2 separate regions of the Sus scrofa genome follow, and region 1 is linked to region 2. A link is a contact called in public HiChIP or PLAC-seq data. All regions are on one chromosome and are shown on one strand. The core of a region is the stretch at or near the end of the contact, and the rest is flanking DNA. Distances in the headings are between cores, read along the strand shown.

Region 1 (6,528 bases), core at 3,604-6,103, 250 kb after region 2:
GTTGGAGAGGCTTATATAGAGCAGCATTGTTTCAGGCAAAGAACTTTAAGAAGTAGGACGTGGTTTGTGGGGAACAGTCCCCGTTCACATCAAAGTCCTGGTATAATTGTGAATAACTCCTGCTTTCCCTCTCAAAAGTGCCTTTGCTGGGCTGGTAAATAATCAGGTCACCCTATTGACAAACTGTTTGGGGTCAGAGAACAGTGAGATCCTCCCACCCAGAACCCAGTCAGTGATGGCAGTGGACGGGCTTCTAAGGAAGACAGGTCCAATGTGGTCAAGAGTTTGGGTGCAGGTCTGGGGCCAGAACTGAATTGTTCAGGACAAGAGAGGAGAGTCTTCTCCAGCAGCCCTGCTTCTCTGGTGGCCCCTCACCAAGCCCTCTGCCTCTTCTTACATTTGTTAAATAAATATTTAGATGATTGGACCCCCAGTCTGGGAACCTCCATATGCCGCGGCCCTAAAAAGAAAAAAAAAAAAATTTAGAGAATCTCAGAATCCAGGGAGCCCTGGAGAGAAGAGGAAGCTTTGGAAAGTGCTATAAGAGCAGAGATGTACTGACAGGTAAGTACCCCCTGCCTGCTCGTGCCAGGCACCTGACCTACATCCCCAGGACCAGGTCCGATCCCAGCCCTTCACAGAGCCTGACCCTGCCTCAGTAAATGCTCCCTCCGGGGACGAGAACCCAAGCAAAGTTCAAAGCCCCCTTCTCTTCTTAGACTCACCTCGTCCACCAGTCCTGCTGAGCCACAGAGATGCATGGGGCCATGCTTTGTTCTGAGAATATTAGGAGAGCTAAGAGGCAAGCAAAAAGAAAGGCCCAGAAGAGCCAACCTGAGCGGGAGGCTGAGGTCCATGGGGGAGGAGGGATGAACAGGGCAGTCAATTAGACGAAAGGCAACAAAGGAAGAAGGGGGGGGAGGGGGACAGGAGTCAATATTGTGGAGAGGGAGCAGCCTCCAGCCCGTGCCTGCCCCACCGCCATCAATATCTCTTCTGAGGACAGGTTATCTGGGGAATTTATGCTCTCTAATAATTACCTTGCAGAGGGTTCCACTTATCTTACCAGAAGAATCTGCCAGTTGCCAGACACACAGGGTTCTGGTTAATTCCATCCACACTGCCCGTCACCTCTACCCGGGCCTTCCAGCTCCCCAGCTCCTGTCCTCTGACCTCTGACCTTTCCTTGACTCTCAGGCCTGCAGGAAGTTGAGGGTAGAAGAGTCTCAACAACCTCCAGCAGATTTAAGGCCTCACAGGAGCTGACCCTGAGGAGGTTGAGGGGCTGTCCGTATTGACAGCCATGAGAGGGAAGCCCAGGCCCAGCCTGGGGAGCGCAGACTGTGGCAAAGGCTGCATGGGAAGAGCAAAGGCAATGCTTTAGGGCAGCAGGTTTGACGGTTCTTATCTTCACCTGACTGGTGCCATCAGATCGGCTTAGTGTTCATTTTATTTTAGAGTTCCCTGATTGCCTAGTGGTTAAAATTCAGTGTTGTCACCGCTGTGGTTTGGGTCACTGCTGTGGTACAGGTTCGATCACTGACCTGGGAACTTCCACATCCCTTGGGCATGGCCAAAAACAATTTTTTTTTTAATTAAAAAAAAAAAACTTTTTTCTTGCAGCGAAAACGAATCCAACTAGGAGCTGTGAGGTTGCGGGTTCGATTCCTGGCCTCACTCAGTAGGTTAAGGATCTGGCATTGCCGTGGGCTATGGTGTAGGTCCTAGTCAAAATAGTTTTTTATTGGATTTACCACCATGGCTCAGTGGGAAAGAATATGAGTAGCATCCATGAGGACACAGGTTCGATCCCTGGCCTCACTAAGTGGGTTAAGGATCTGGCGTTGCTGTGAGTTGAGGTGTAGGTCGCAGACATGGCTCAGATCTGGTGTTGCTGTGGCTGTGGTATAGGCCAGAAGCTACAACTCCAATTGGACCCCTAGCCTGGGAACCTACATGTGCTGCAAATACAGCCCTAAAAAATACATAATAATAATAATTTTGTATTTATCTGTCTTCACGTCCTTCCTCAGAACCTTCCCATCCCCACCTGAGCCCTCCAATGATGCCTCCCTCCAGTAATGGTCTGACCATGTATTCAGTAACTATCACATACTGCCTTGGGTGGCCAAGACCTCTTTAAACACATGTCCAGCCCAACTGTGAGCTCCTTGAGGGCAGTCCTTGGCTCACGTCCCCTTGTGCTGGCACTGCGCCTGCTCCTGAGCCTTAGTGATGCCACTTCCTGGGCCAGGCTCTATTCCAGTGAAACAGTGATGCATTACATCTGCACACCAGCCCCATGACAGAGCTGCTCTTCCTACCCCCCATCATACAGGTGAGGACACTGGGGCTCAGACAGTGTAAGTCATGAGTCCAGGGTCACCTAAAGAGTGGCCGTGTCATCTCAGAATCTGGCTCTTCACCACTCCACCCCATGTTGCCCTGGCAGTAAATGTTTGTTGATCCATCAGAACATTTTATATTGCATCTACCCACTTATTTAGTCCACACTTTTCTAAAATAATCATTTTTTTAAAGTGATGATAGGAACAGCCAACAGCTAATGGTCATGGTGCATTCATAGGTGCCCGTCCTCCTGTTTACCCAAAGGGAGATGCTGCCTGTATGCTCCAGAAACACCAGTCTCCTCCTGGCTCAGGGCCTTTGCACCTGCAGCTCCCTCTACAGGCACCATCACCTCATCTTTGCAGAGCTGACTGCTCCTGTTCCTCCCAAGAGGCTCAGACCATTCCCTCAGAGAGGCCTTCCCTGAATGCCTGATCCTGAACACCCATTCTTTTTTTTTTTTTTCTTACTTTTTTTTCCCTTTTACTTCCGCACCTGTGGCACATGGAAGTTCCTGGGCTAGGGGTCAAATAGGAGCTGCAGTTGCCTGCCTATGCCACAGCCACAGCAACATAGGATCCAAGCCACATCTGTGATTTACACCATAGCTTGTGGCAACATTGGATCCTTAACCCACTGATCGAGGCCAGGGATCGAACCCACATCCTCACAGACACTATATCTGGTCCTTAACCCTCCGAACCACAATGGGAACTCCAACACAGAGCCCATTCTTAAGCCATCACTCTGGTTTATGGTCTTTTTAGCACTTTGCCAACTATCAACAATTATTTTATTTATATGTACTTGCTACCTGTCTTCCCCCACCCACACACTAGGTACTTGAGCTCTTTGGGAGAAAGCTTCGTTTGCTCCCGCCTTCCCAGTGCCTAAGCCTGGGTACCTGGCATAGATGAGACCTGATAAACATCCTGTAGGCACTGGGTATATGATACCCCACCAGGCTTTACACAATGCATGGTGGCTGCTAGGCTGAAATTTTCATGTAAACCATTCAATCTTCATTTGTGGAGCCTTTACAGTGTACCAGAAACCTTGCTGAATACTTAGTATTTCATTGCACCCCACTATGAGACAGAAAATGTCTTTATTGTTCCCATTTTATAGATGAGGAAACTGAGGCCTAGAGAGATTACATGCTCACCAAGACCACACAGAAGCTGGGAGAGGTCCCCCATCACCACCCGTTCTCTCTGCCTCCCCTAGACTCTTCCATTGGCCCCTCCAGGTCTCTCTCCACCTGGAGTCCTGTATGGTCAGCCACGTATCCCTCTCCTCTGCTTCTGGTGGCCTGGGCCAGCAGCTGGTGCCCATGGCAGATCAGAGAGAAGGAAGAGAGCGAGATGCAGTATTCGTTTCCCCAGCTGCCTCGTCGCTGGGTGACTGTGGGGTGGCTGCATCTTCTACTGAAGGTCACAACTCCTGTTAGGCAGAGCTTTCCACACTGCTACCCTCCGCCATCCCAGTGACCTTCCCCTCTCCCCTTGACCACCCCTTTGTATGCCCCCTACCCATACGTTTATAAATAGCTATCTTACTAAATACTCCTCATTGACTCTGGGTGAATGTGCCACTTTCTGCTGGGACCCTGAGTGTCCAACACACAAATCTCATCTGCCGTATGCACCTCCTCCAGTCCCCCCCCCCCAGTCACTGCCCCCTCCCCGCCGCCCCTGCTCACTGCAGCTGCCTCCGCCAGGTCCATCCTCACAGCTTGAGGACCGTCTCCCTCTAAGACCTATAAATAAACATCGACTTGCTGGCTGGAAGGTTTTCCTGGCGGCCTCTGCTCTTTGCCAACCACTGGGACAATAATGGGGGGACAGGGGCACCCAGGGCAACTCTGCAAGGACCGCAGCAAGCGGGCTGCCCGGGACTAGGATGAAGACAGAGATTATCAAGTTCAGGCCAGGGGTCTCCTTTGCTGGGCTCACGCTCCGCCTGGGAGGGCTGTTGGGGGACCCTGCCGATGGTGCGCCAGCAACTCCAACAGAGCCAACCTCCCAGCTTTGGTGACCATGTACCATTTGTTGGACCACAGCAGGGTGGCAGGTACAGAACTCAGCTGCCACATGCAGACATTTCCTCTAGAATTCACAGATGAGAAAATGGTAGCTCAAAGAGGACCGGGGATTTAACCCAAGTCATGAAGCTACTAAGTGGCAGAGCTGGGCTGAGAATACAGGTCAGCCCTTGTCCACAGACTTCCATTTCCCGCCGGTCCACGCAGCCTCACGGCCCAGCCCTTCATTCTGCAGGAGGGCCACGGACTGCAGTCTGGGCGGGCAGCTCAGAGTCACCGGCTAGAAGGGAATCAGGTGGAGTGGGGCCCGGGCTACGGAAGGGTGTGGAGGGCTCCGTGCTGCCTGGCGTCATTCGTCCAAGGGGCATGACACAGCTTGGCCCCAGGAAGTGCTGAGCAGCCGGGCAACTGGAATGTGTCCCCAGGCTCCTTCCTGCAAAGTCAGCAGGGAGCCGTGTGCTCATCCTCGGGCACACGCCACCATTTCCACAAAGCTCACTCACAGACTCGGACACTCCAGGCCCAGGCCCAGGACGGTCACGCAGAAACTCGTGGAGAGGAGAGCAGAGGGACTAGGTGGCAACGAAAAGGGAAGAAAGCTTCCTGCTGTGGGACCTAGACCCTCCACCCTGCAACCAAAATTTCTCTTCCCCATTAGCACAATTTGAGGACTAAAGACTTTTTTTTTTTTTTTTTTTTGCTTTTATGGAAGGTGATATAAAAAAAAAATAAAACACATTTTTTGCCTTGAGAGTGATTTTTGGAGGACATACACTCTTGAGGACACACACACACACACACACACACACAAGCTCTGCCACCACACAGCCCAAAATAGTCCCTGCTCCTGGAGAACCCAGCTCAGCACAGCCTCCTGACCTCCGTCCACATGACTGCTGGCTGGCATGTTCCCTAGGGTAACAAAGCACTCACTCCCAGGACCCCGCAGCAGTGACACCTGCTCCTACAGACTGTTCCACCCCCACCAGGCTCGGGTATTGCCATGGCCCTGAATGATGTGTCCTGACAGGACAAGGTCCAATTAGCAGAGGCCATTTCCAGTGACCCAGCGTGAGATGGGGCCCAAATCTCCAGTGCTGTCCTGAATCTCCTCTCCTTCAGTCCCTCTAAATCTTAAATCATTGATGTGACATCTCTAGGTGAATGGCTCCCACAGCATTTTATAGACTGGAAAACATCCAGAACCAAAAATGTTCTTTAAAAAAAAAAAAATACTGAAACACAGAAACCTAGGTTTTAAATCTGTACACTGCTGGAATTTGAATACTCACACTCCAATCCAAAACACTTCCCACCTTTCCCATTAAACACCCAAAATGTAATCTCCTCTAAAGACAGGAGAATGGCAAACGTGATTAGACCCAATTAATATACAGGGAAACTGAGAACGAAAGAAGGAAAGTCAATAGAATTGCCCTGCTCTGACCGGTGCTGCAAATGAAGTAATAACTTGAGGGAGATTTGGAAAGGAAGGGACCAGACACTGTCAGACAGCAGTCATGGGGCAATTTAACAAAGCAGCATCGTCCCATCTTACCTGGCTGGGCAAAGAAGACCACTAGGGCTGACAAGACCTTCCTGCGGAAGGCGGGAGGGGCAGAGGCATCGGGGGTCACCTGCCTTCTATTCATTAACTGGCATGAGCCTCCTCAGTGGTAAATCATCTTCTCTCTCACAAAAGCAAGACATAAAAGAAAGCAAAAGGGAGGAAGCATCCACACAAGCTGCCAGTCTATTAGGGATGTGGGTAATTTCTGGGCAGGCAAAGGCCAAATGGGCTCCCCCTGCAGCTTCACACCAAGTTTAACTCCATCATCACTCTCTCCTCCCATCTCTCGTCCATATTCAAGGAGGAAGAAAGGAAATTAACAAGCCCACACTCCCAACCCTAGCTGGGCCATTTGGAGCATCCAAAGACGGGGTGAGGGAAGCCCCAGGAAAAGGGAGACCTTGAGAGATCACCATCCCCACCTCCTGCTCTGTGCCTGGAGCTCTGCTGGGGAGAAGACACCAATGAACTCAACAAGAATTTCGTTGGGCCTGCCTGAGAGTCCAGGTACAAGATGCTAAAGGAAATAACCAGCTTCGTATTACACCTTTGCACCTGCAGGAGT
Region 2 (5,937 bases), core at 2,775-5,274:
GTGGCCATGGGATGGAGTGGCCATGGGTGGGTCTGCCCCCATGGCGCATGGTGGAGATTCTGTGCTGTGGTCTGCAGAACAGCACAGGCCCATCTCCCCTGCCATCGTGTTCTCTGTAAGATTGGGGCCTGGGCCTCGGTGCACCAGAAGCACTCAGTCTCGCTCAGCCCCTCCTTCCTCTAAAACGAGCTGCTGAGTTCATGGGACCCAGCTTGCACTGTTCACAGCAAACCAGGGCAAACCAATATGGCAGCCGGGGAGCAGGGATCCCACGCATGGAACTGGCCAAACTTCCCTTCCCAAAGGGTGGAAGCCCACCGATGCTAACTTGCCTTTTTCCCCACTCGAAGAGGAAAGTCCTTGGACACCTGACTACTCTGTCATTAGCATCCTTATTTCATCCTTTTAACAAAGTTTCTAAGAATTTGGGTTGAAAACAACCTGGTCATTTACCTATTAGAGAGAGATGCATTTTAACTGGATTTAAACATGATTTTGAATGTGCTAGGAGTAAACGTCCCAGGAATCCAGGGGGTAGTGATTAAAATATGGGTGTTCACCCCATCTCTCCTTTGACCTTCTCTCTCCTCATGAGAAATCAGAACTTGCAGAATGTAAGGCCCGCTGGTCCCCTGTCTGTCTCCATGGCTGCTGGTTTGCCATGGCTACAGGGCTTCACACACCAAGACGGTGCCACGGGCTGTTAGAGGCAAGGCCAGGAGGCGTTCCTCCACCCCCCGAGGAGGCTGCTAGATGGTGCCGGGCTCCCAGCCCCTCCCCCGTCTCTTCGGCGGCCTGAAGGCTGTGGGTAGAGGATGTTTAGGGATTTTGTTGACAAGCCCAGGGTGAACTGTAGAAAAAGCAGAATTCCAGCTGCTGCCCAAGGAGGCCCTGAAGTCAAGTTGACAGCATGGGCTGAGGGTGTGAGAAAGGAAGGCTGGTCCTCGGATGAGGCATCCAGACATCTCCAGGCCACTTTTCATGAGACATGGGTATGGGGAACGCCAGCATGATCGCACTGAAGCTCTGTGAAGAGCGTTTATTGCTGTCCTTTCATCCCAGAAGTGGTGTTGGTCCAGTGGCTCTCCAAGGTCTGTGAACAAAGTGTTTGCAGTGAGAAAGTACCAGACGCCTTCCAGGCATTTGAAGTGTGCCCGTGGGAGCACTCACACAGGTGTTTGCAGGGCCACCTAAAGGAGAAAAATCTCCCAAGTTCCTGAGATCTTCAGAATCTATTTTCAGGAAGGCCCAAGCTTCAAAACCAAAAAATTCCTAAATCCCCTGCTATTTTTCTATGACGACTCTAGTGGGTAGTGCGTTCCGATTATCTGCTTCCAGTGATGGAGGTGGAGATGGATTTGTATCCATCCATCTATACTCCCTATGCTCTTGGGGTAACGCCACATCCTCCTCAAGATGAGACTGTATTTGAGGAAATGGTGCACAGCCGTAGCCCAGTAGCAACTCTCAGAGTACCTGAGGCTGGAACCCAAAAATACGGTCTCCACTGCCCCGTGCGCTGGTCAAAGGAAACTAACCAGCCAACAACATGGTTTGCAATGTGATAGCCATGTTCTGGCTACCATATACATGAAGTGTGTGGTTTCTCTAAAAGAAGGTCTACATGACTATTTCATCTGCTCCATACTGCAAACTGTGAACCTCAATGCAAGGCTAGTTCAATAGCATCCTCTTGGTGCTGGGAAATACGTGTAAAAAGACCATCCATGTCATGGGGCTAATGATGGGACCATGAGGGAGTGAAGCTGGACCCAGGATGTGAAGCCAGCTGCCATGTGAGACTAACCAGTGGCAAGAAATGTTGATCCAGATGGCTGGTTATCTCAGTTGGCTAACTTCTTATCAGGACTGAACCTGGATCTAGAATCCCATGCCAAGGTCCTTTCTTTTTTTTTTTTTTTTCTTTTTTGGTAAAGGAGGAACATTTGAGGAAAGCAAATTGTTCTTTCCGAGACTGAGCTGTCTCATGATATGGAGGACACAGATGACACGGATGCCTCTTTTTACACGAGATCCTAGGGAGTAGTTCCACGTGGTTCGTGGAAGCCACTGGGGCCAAGCTAGTTTGGGTGCAGAGGAGCCTTACAATCCCCAACAGAGGCATTTCTAGGTGAGCTGCTCTTGCCAGTAGAAGCTTCACTGGGAGTCACCCTGAACTTGAATATCAGAGCAAATGTGGAGGGATAGGCTCTCCCGAGGCATCATGTAGCTTGGCCTCCTGGAGCCACAGAGCTTGCTTAAAAGCTTGTTTTTGGACAGGGAAGGCCCAGGTTCAGCAGCAAACATCACTGAAAGTCCATGGCCTGATACAATTAGCCCAGACCACTCCTCTATTCAGAGCAGAAAGTAGGACCTCCTCTGATGGGCCCACCTCCACAGATGCCCAGCTCACCAAGCAAAGCACAGCTGAATGAATGCCCTTGCGCAGTGGACAACTCACACCATTGTACACGGTGGCCCTGGTCCCAGAAGCCCCAGGCCCAGGAAGAGCTGTAACACACAGCAGCCCCTCAGGTCAGGGGAGAGGCAGACATGACCTCAGGTCAACTGGATGGAGCCTGTCTCTCCCATGCACTGTCCACTGGGAAGCTCCCCTTCACAGTGGCTGTGAAATATGAAAGTCACAGTAAGAAACATCTGTGGGTTGCTTGATCACCTTCCGTCTCCTCTTCAGACTCACTGGTGGGAGGTCCCAGGTGTTGCTGAGTGTCCGGAGGAGGCTCTTCTCTAACTAAAGACCGCTTCCTACTGCTCAGCACCGGCTGGCCTGCCGGCCTCCACCGTCTTCCTGCTTTTGCTGTCTACAGGGACAGTGAGGGTGGGAGGGTGGCAAAAGCCGAAAGGCTCTCCATCCCTCTGCCCTCTCTTAGGCATGCTCATTCCTTCAGGGTCTGTCACGAAGCAGGGAGGGCCTCCCAGGACCCGACCCTGACCTAGAGGACAGCAGATGCGTGGGACAAGGGCAAGAGGGAGCCAGGGGCCATTAAGAGCAGCAATTTGATTGTCCCTTTTAGGACGGTGGCCAAAGCCATCTGATGAGAACTCCAGCCTGGGAAGGGAAAGCTAGAAAAGGTCCTTTTGTGCACAGGTCCCCGGAGGAGCGGCAGCCCCTAGTGATGGTGGCATCAGCCTCCTAGGACATCGTTGCTGCCCTCCTGGGAGCCTCGCTCCCAAGATGGGATATGGGGTTGCTGATGCCCAAGCAAGCGCCGGAGGCCTCAGGGGAGAGCAGAGATGATGACCAGGCCTTCATCCCCTTCCTAAGAGGGCAGCACAGGTGGGCTTGGCCAAGGTGCTCCTTGGGATGGAAACAGCAAGGAGCGGGAGCCGAGGGAGCCTCGGCGTGTGCCAAGCGGCACCTCCACAACAAGCGTTTCGGTCCTGCCTGCCAAGGAATGCGGCAAGAAAGTCAGATGGAGGCCGGGACGCTCTGGGAGCCAGCTGTCACCCGCTCGGCCTCCCCCTTTCCTCCCGCCCCAACCAAAAGCCAAGGAAAAGCTAATGAGAGCTAGAACGCTGGCAGCTCACCTCCCCCACCTCCCAGGCAGCTCTGCAGGAAGGAGCCCCCCAGCCCCCTGCCCAGGTGCTGAGCCTCCTGGCAGGCGAGGCAGAGGGCAGGCAGCCAGGGTGCTCAGCCCACCAGGCACGGCATCTCCTTCCCAGAGGGAGCCTGTCGCCCCCTCCCCCTCAGCGCCTCGCGGGGCAGAGCCTGCACTCTGGCGGAATGAGTTCTCAAATACCTAGACTCAGCAGAGCCCCAGAGGGCTTTGACCTCAGTGGAAAAAAATCCTTTCGGGCCTCCGGCAAGGAACAATTGGCTAAAAATCTTTAGAGCTGCTTTTGATTGCAAACTGTGCTTGGGCCCCGGTGGGACAAGTGGGTCACAGATTGTAATGCCAGCCTCTCCCATCTCAGAGGTCCAGCAATGCTGGGACCCTGCCTAGAGAGGGAGGAGGATGGATTCTGTCGCAGAGCTTGGGAGGGAGAGCGTGAAAACTTGCCTCACTTGCCCAACAAGGACTTCCCCTGGGACTCTGAAATGCGACCTCAGCAGCTCCCGTACAGAGTGGCTCCAGCTTGCTGGCAGTGTGACCTCAGACCCCTCGCTAGCCCTCTCTGGGCCCTGGTTTTCTCCTGTGTTCACCGGCATGGACGAGAACATTTCCGTGGACCTTTTCAGCTGGGATGTGCTATGGGTCTGTGCTTCTCTCTAGCCTTAGATTTTTCGAGTTATGCTAATCATCCCTGAGCAGGAGAGGAGCTGCCTTTCTCCCCAGAAAGCGGCTGCCTACCTTTGAGGCTGGGAAGTAAACCCGGGATAGAATGGAATTGGGTGTGTATTTAAAATCCTTCGACGAGGATTTGCAGTTAAAGCACTGATGGAACTGAGTGTCATGTGGGGCGGAGCGGGGGGCGGGGTGCCGACCCACAGGCCCTGACACTTCCACCCTTTGGGGCTCACTCTGCAGTGTGACCCTCTGGAGGCCAGGGAGGGAGAGGTCATAGAGACCAAGTGAGCATCACACATCCTGTCCACCTCCCCAGTTCTGGTGTCCCCACCCCTCCGGGATGGATGCCCAGCCAGGGGAGATCAGGTGGGCAGAAGGATGGGCTCCAGTGTGGGTGCTACAGCATTACCCCATGTGTTGTGGGGCGTGGGAGAAAAGCGATGTGTGAGCATCTGAGGATCTCAGCACCACTCTGCTGCTCACCCGCTACCACACCTTCCGGTTCCCTGGAGAACACCGGGCCAGCTCACCTCTGTCCCCTCTTAGAGATGACAAAAAAGAGGTCACCAGAAAGCACGTTATCCCGGGTACATGCCACGGAGGGTCAAGCCTCCTCTGCTCTCTCTCCCTCTCTCTCCACCTTGGATCCAAGTGAAGTTTGAAAAAAAAAAAATTAATGTTATAGTTTGTAGCTGGAACATGAACATGGAAAAGTCTATTTTTTATAAACCAACTAGGATGTAAGACAGCCAAATCAGCTTGGTTGGCGGGATCCTGAGAAGACAGATAAAGTCCGTGGCAGGGGGTGGGGTGAGGGGCTTTCTGAAAACTCTGAGGAAGGGGAGATTTTTTATTCATCACAAAGAGTCAGAGGTTGTTGGCATTTTTGAAAAACTCAGCCCTAGACCCTGCCACTTCTCTTGGAAGGAGGAACCCCCACCTGTTGCCGCTGATGGTTCAACCTGTCAACCAAAACCAGCCCCAGATGCCCTTCCCGTGGAGTGCTCACTCCGAGAAAAAAAAAAATGCAGCCGTGACTCAGCCTCCTGACAGAGGGGACAGCTAGGCTGTGCAAAACGGCTCCTCCTCCCCTCACCAGCCCTCCCCTGCCGTCCCCAGACCCCGATGTGCCGAGCAGCCAAGTGAAAAACTCCTGTGAGGCAGAAAGGCACAGCTGTGTGTTTACAGCCACTGATTCAGATCCAAATCGCATCCCTGCCAGTCTCCCGCAAGGCAGGCTGGGGGCACACTGTGGATGGATGTGCCAGGCGGGAATCTATTTTGGGAGCTGACCTGCAGCCCTTTGCCATAACCGAGCCTCCCCCCACTCCCTACTCAGGAGAGACGTCCTTCTAGAAGGAGCTCTCACTGTAGAAGTGGCTGATGGGGTGTGGAATTTCAGCCTGTTCCATGTCCCTCGTACAGTCAGATTTCTGGCACCGGTCCCCAGGCAGCCACGTGAAAATGGCCATGGGCTTCCCATCTGTCCAGTGAGAAGGCCGAGGGGGAAGGTGACCGACCGCAGGGATCTCAGTGGGATGAACAGCGGGGCGTGCTGACCACGGAGGGGACAGGGCGCCTGCATCCACAGAGGACAGGATCCACCTCGGAGCTACCAGGGGACCGGCGGCACCCCCCAAGGGCCAGGAGAGAAACCTCTAGGCCTTGGTTCATCAGGTTTTGGAAT

What was found. HiChIP or PLAC-seq counts read pairs in DNA pulled down with a chosen protein or histone mark.
Region 1: an H3K27ac HiChIP or PLAC-seq map of skeletal muscle shows a contact between it and region 2. The contact joins two enhancer-like sites. A contact is called at or near these places in 1 of 47 Hi-C or Micro-C datasets (psoas muscle) and 1 of 2 datasets of contacts at active chromatin or transcription factors (skeletal muscle).

The regions. Positions count from the first base shown.
Region 1 is chr7:96,155,273-96,161,800 of Sscrofa11.1, forward strand. All of the region lies in intron 1 of DPF3 (zinc finger protein DPF3), which reads right to left. Among named protein-coding and RNA genes, the nearest start is that of DPF3, 96 kb to the right of the region's middle. Within about 2 kb of position 4,854, at least 6 of the 83 cell types and tissues checked have an H3K27ac peak or open chromatin away from gene starts, as enhancers often do. A contact at or near this core is called in skeletal muscle, where this site is marked.
Region 2 is chr7:95,905,302-95,911,238 of Sscrofa11.1, forward strand. All of the region lies in intron 17 of RGS6 (regulator of G-protein signaling 6), which reads left to right. Among named protein-coding and RNA genes, the nearest start is that of DPF3, 350 kb to the right of the region's middle. Within about 2 kb of position 4,025, at least 18 of the 83 cell types and tissues checked have an H3K27ac peak or open chromatin away from gene starts, as enhancers often do. A contact at or near this core is called in skeletal muscle, where this site is marked.